Regions from separate parts of the Sus scrofa genome. Here region 2 is linked to region 1. Evidence: chromatin contacts called from public HiChIP or PLAC-seq data. All regions are on one chromosome and are shown on one strand. The core of a region is the stretch at or near the end of the contact, and the rest is flanking DNA. Distances in the headings are between cores, read along the strand shown.

Evidence for each region. HiChIP or PLAC-seq counts read pairs in DNA pulled down with a chosen protein or histone mark.
Region 2: an H3K27ac HiChIP or PLAC-seq map of alveolar macrophages shows a contact between it and region 1. The contact joins the promoter of GOLGB1 here to the promoter of CD86 in region 1. A contact is called at or near these places in 1 of 47 Hi-C or Micro-C datasets (embryonic fibroblasts) and 1 of 2 datasets of contacts at active chromatin or transcription factors (alveolar macrophages).

What each region holds. Positions count from the first base shown.
Region 1 is chr13:138,463,294-138,465,993 of Sscrofa11.1, reverse strand. CD86 (CD86 molecule) reads left to right here and starts at 1,253. Exons shown (of 6, transcript NM_214222.1): 1 at 1,253-1,298. The coding sequence starts at 1,253.
Region 2 is chr13:138,753,443-138,756,142 of Sscrofa11.1, reverse strand. GOLGB1 (golgin subfamily B member 1) reads right to left here and starts at 1,340. Exons shown (of 23, transcript XM_021070274.1): 1 at 1,310-1,340.

The sequences.
Region 1 (2,700 bases), core at 4-2,503:
AGGCCAGGGATTGAACCCACGACTTCATGGTTCCTAGTCGGATTTGTTTCCACTGCACCACCACGGGAACTCCCAGGACTGGTTTGTTTTTAATCTCATGCCAGATCTATAAATTAACTCACCCATCAGCTTTTCCTTTTCACTCTGTTAAAAAGCTACAAGCCAAACTTGTGATCCACATTGAGCAAGGTGGGTAGATTTCTGTGGCAAATATTTAGCACCGGCCTTGCACTAGGCTCTGTTTTGTGTCCCTTCATTTGGTTTGTAATGTTGATCATCTTTCCTATTCTGTGCTTCTCCGTAAGGCACTCTATGGCCTTTTTGGTCTAAGTCAGAGTAAGTGGATGAATGAAGAAAGATGGAGGGCAAGAGAAGAAAGAGAGGATGGAGGTTACAAAGCAATGCCCATCATTTTCCTTGGCTCCATCACATGGATTAAGTGAACCATCTGGTGCAGTGGTTCTCCAAGTGGGGTCTTGGGCCAGTGCCATCATTATCCCCTGTGAGTTTGTCAGACATGAGTTTTACTGACGCTACGAAATCGGAATTCTGTGGACAAGGCCCAGGAAATTGCTTTCACATGCCTTCCCAAGATGATTTTTGAGCACATTAGTTTGAAAATTTCAGGAATGTCAAAAAAAAAGTTTATTTCTATGCATAAATACTACAGGTTGGCTCTGTAGTTCAGGGGTTAGAGTACCAGTCTTGAAAACACAAATATTTTCAGTGTGGCCCCCACCCCTTGCTCATTGACTAGTTAAGATAAATAATGCTACAAACTGCAGTAAATAACCCATCAAAGTTTATAAGCTTAACACAATAAAAGTTTTTTTTTTTTTTTTGTGGGGCGGTGTCAAGAGCTGCTTTATTAATTTCTTCAGCAAACTAGCTTTGCCATCTTCTAAGCCCCTGGACCCCTCCTCTGGGTCTGTTGCACCCAAGAAAGCAGGGAGAGGAGGCAAGAGGGAGGAGGCCTTAGCCTGGGATCTGGAAATAACACCCATCATCTCTGCTCACAATCTGACTGGCCAAAACTCAGTCACATGGCCCACCAAACTTCCAGCAGGGTGGGGGTAGTTCTAGGAAGTAGGGCGTGTCTGTGGGGCCAGAAGGAAAAGAAAATGGGTTTGGTGAGTACAGAGTACGATCTCTGCCACACCCGTGGACCTCAGTGAATTTGAGACTCCATTTGTCCTATTTTGGTTTCGGTTTCATTTCCTAATCAAGGTTTTCTTTTTTTACCTCCAGCACTATGGGACTGAGAAACATTCTCGTTGGGATGGTCCTCCTGCTCTCTGGTAAGCACTCTTTGGCTTTGTAAAATCCTAGAATCCTCCCACTGTCTCCCGACCAGCCTGACTTGCAAGCTGGGGGCTTGAGACTTGGTGGGTTTTACTCGTTTTCCTCCCTTGCTACCATTCACAACACCACACCCAAGAAAGACCTTTCTGGGGAAGGAAGCATGGCGACTGAGAACGAGTATCTCGGCTGATGGCAGGCCCGACCTGAGAGGGAGTCCTACCCCTTCTGTGCGTCCTCCTCCTCTGACAGCTCACACCCGTGCTTCTGGATGCACCAAGGAGGGTAGACGGGCCTGTCTGGGGTGCCTGGGGAGCTGGGGGAAGGCCCCTACTCTGATATGCCTGAGGTTTCTTCTGCTCCTCTGCGCCCATTTCTGACATTCTCGGGCTTTTAGGAAATAGCTGACGGGCTTCTAAAAGTTTCCTTCCAGTAGGGACCAGTGGTTTCCTTGTTCCCTACCTTCCCCCTCCTCCCTGTTGCCCTCTCCACCAGCCTGTGCCTATAGATGATAGATGGCACTGCTTCCTGGGAGGATCAAGAAACCCAGCCCTGCTACCACCTGCTCTGTGACCCTCAGCTAATCACATTGGCTGATTTACATGAAGCCAAGGGGCTCCTCATTTGCTTAGCTGTTTCCAAGCCCTTCTAGGACCCCAGGTGGGACCCTAACAGTGTGGCCACGTGTCTCAAGCCTTGGTAATATTTTCATACGGAAGTTGTTTTAACCGCAAGTAGTTAAGGCCACTGTCTCTCTCCACTGCGACATTTCTCTCCATCGCATTCTCCCCGTTAAGTGACCAAGTTGTGGCCATGGGCATTTTATTTTGCGTTCTGGATTCTTTTTTCTTAAAAGAGACTTTCCCACCGAAAGATATTTTAGAAGTGTCAGGCCTCACAAAACTCAGATCTTCCCTGTTTGCTGCTTTTGTCTAAGTTTCAGTTTCTTCACCTGTAAACTGGGGTTAGTCAAGGTTCCTGCCACTCATCCTCTGACTGGGAGCCTTTAGTTTTTCCCGGCTCACCCCTCCTGCTGCTTGGCTTTCCCTACCCTCAGCACTGAGAGGTAAGGTACCTGGTCTGGTCCAGGTGTGCAGCAAATGGGGAGGGGAGCCGAGCCTACAGCAGTGCACTGACAGCCCCTGACTAACTAGCCGGGCCATGACTTCACCTCCCCCTGATGGCCACACACCAAACCCTTGGCCACTGTTCTCATCCCTGCTGTGGGTGACAGGAGTCAGGACACTCCCTCAGATCGATGCTGGCTGGGACAGGCCTTTTGTGATGTGTTTTCTGCTTAGCACCATGGAGCTTGTTGAATCTGTGCTATAGATGTGCTAACGGGCCACTTCATCACTTCACTGACTTAATAGGTGCTTCCACTTTCCAGGGCTCCTGGAA
Region 2 (2,700 bases), core at 91-2,590, 290 kb before region 1:
GGAAAGTACTGATGTACTCGAACAAATTTAACAAGCAAAGAGGAAAGCATCAAATGGTCATTCCATGGTCAAAGAATAAAACGTAAAAGCTGTGAAACAGTCAGTGTACAATGTCTGCAATTTTTGAATTCTCTTCAACTCTTCCCTATATCTATTCCATGACCATATCCTGTCACTTCCAAAAGAACACTTACTGATTTTGACAGTTCATAATCATTCTGATCATCCAAATTTAATTACTTCGTGCTTCTGAAAAGGCCTCCAGCCTTTCTGTAGTGAGCTCTCTAGTGCTATCTTGCACAAAACTGTGAGATTCTTTAAAAGCTCGGAAAGCTTCCAACTGTTTCCAAAAGTGAAAGTACTTATCCAGCGATCTTTAAATATCTCTGCCCTACTCTTAAATTGTCTTCTCCCCACAGACCAACTGAAACTCTTCAAGTCAGACAAATATATTCCTCATTTGTCGAGGGGGGTTATCTACCCCTAACACTCCTACACACCAACCTGTTATGCAGAATAAACATCCTCCATTTTCAAATCAAATTCTTTTTCCTCCAGAACTTTCTTCAGGGTTCCCTTTCCTCTAATAACCTCCCTCCGATTCCTGGGATTTTAGTCTTAATGGGATTGCAAGGATCATCCCTCTCTCTGAACCTCCCCAGCAACTCAGTAGCAGGATCCAGGATCCTTCGACAGACCCACATTTGCGTTAATAGCGCCAATGTTTCTGTGATCTCCGCCCTCAAGACCTTGGATTTGTTTGGCTCCCGCCTCCCCTTCCAGACACTAAGTTTGTTTAGGGCCTGACCGCAGAGGGGCCGGGCAGGTTCTCTCCGACGTCGGCTGCTGCGTACACAGGTCGGCCTGAGCAGGCTGCTTAGGGAACGAGGCTGTGCGGACAGGGCTGACCCGAGCGCCTTTCTCCGCCTATCCCAGAGGAGAAAAGTCCAAAGGAGGGGGCGGACAGTGCATATGTGCCTGGAGGCCGTGTAGGGCGACCCTGAAACCATCCGGCGGCGCCAGCCGGCGAGTAAACAATTGGAACCAGGCCCTGTAGATGAAGGAAGGTGGATTAAAGGGCCGGATCCAGGACTAAATCAGGAGAGGCGGGACAGGGAGGGGACCCGAGTGTGGCTGCTTCGGCAGACCTGCGGGCCTTGTGGTGGGGGTGACCGTTACAAGGCTCAAGGAAGGGAGGAGTTGGGGAGTATCCCCCACTCACCTGGAAGAGGTTGTTGCCGGAGGCTCCAGCTGCCCCCCTCCCAAATTTAAGCCACGTCAGCTCGGGAATCCCGTACACGACACCCACCTCCGCCGCGCCCCGCTGCCGGACTCAACCACTCGCTGTTGGGACGGAAACTGGGATTAGGATATGGACCAATCAGGGCTATTGACAGGGCGTTACCAGGGAGACCAGGCACGCCTTGTTTGTACCTAACCCGTCAACAATGACCGAGACCAATCAAAGTCAGGAAATGCTCCGCTTCCTCAAAGAAACAGCCAATAGACTCTAAAGAGTGGAGGAGGGGTGGAGTCAGACCCGAGAAAGTGTTCCGGAAGAAAATTTGGGGAAGAGCCGGAAATGCCGGGAGGGCGGGCCTTCTTGGTAAGGTCAGGTGTTTCCAAAGTAAAGTGGCTGCGCTTATTGCTTCTGATACCTCCGCGGGGTTGGTCAAAACTGATCGACATTGTAGCTTGGGCTTTCGCGGAGACTCTGCACTGCAGAAACCAGCTGCCATTAGGATTGCTAAATGAGCTGTGAGGAGGGTATAAGAATGTGGGTTTTGGAGTTCCCGTCGTGGCGCAGTGGTTAACGAATCCGACTAGGAACCATGAGGTTGCGGGTTCGGTCCCTGCCCTTGCTCAGTGGGTTAATGATCTGGCGTTGCCGTGAGCTGTGGTGTAGGTTGCAGACACGGCTCGGATCCCGCGTTGCTGTGGCTCTGGCGTAGGCCGGTGGCTACAGCTCCGATTCAACCCCTAGCCTGGGAACCTCCATATGCCGCGGGAGCGGCCCAAGAAATAGCAACAACAACAACAGACAAAAAGACAAAAGACAAAAAAAAAAAAAAAGAATGTGGGTTTTGCTCTTAGAGTCATAAAATATTAGACCGGAAAGTAGGACATCTAATATGACTTTTTCATTTTACTGATGAAAAATGAGAACCAGATTAAAGTGACTTTCACAAACAGCGACTTACTAATGTGACTCGGACTAGGTAGAACTTGGCATCTGTATGAAAGGATCAGAGATGTTTCTAAGGATTTGAGTTAGAGGGAAAGTAGTGAATACCAGAGAATGCCTTTTAATAAGTGGTGTCAGAACTGGCCCTTAAGCAGGTGAGGGTTGAGGGCTCTGGTACTGGGACAGGAGTCAGTGAGGTGCTCCAGTAACAGTCACAGAGCCTCTAAGGAAAGGAATAAAAGTAGCCAGCTCCTGTGATATCAGGGACTCCCTTGACAATTAGTATTATTTGAATTTATTGAGACTTACTGTGTGTCAGGCACTCAGCCCACCCTATGCATCCTCGTGCTAATGTTTATTACATAAATCTTTGTGGATCAAACATCAGTAAGGCATTTTCTGGTGACCATCTAAATTGTAGTCCCCTGTAATTAGTGTGTACTGTTCTTGGACTTGGCGATATAGCTGAGATCAAGGGAAAACAAATTCCTGCCATTTTGAAAACAATAATTTAG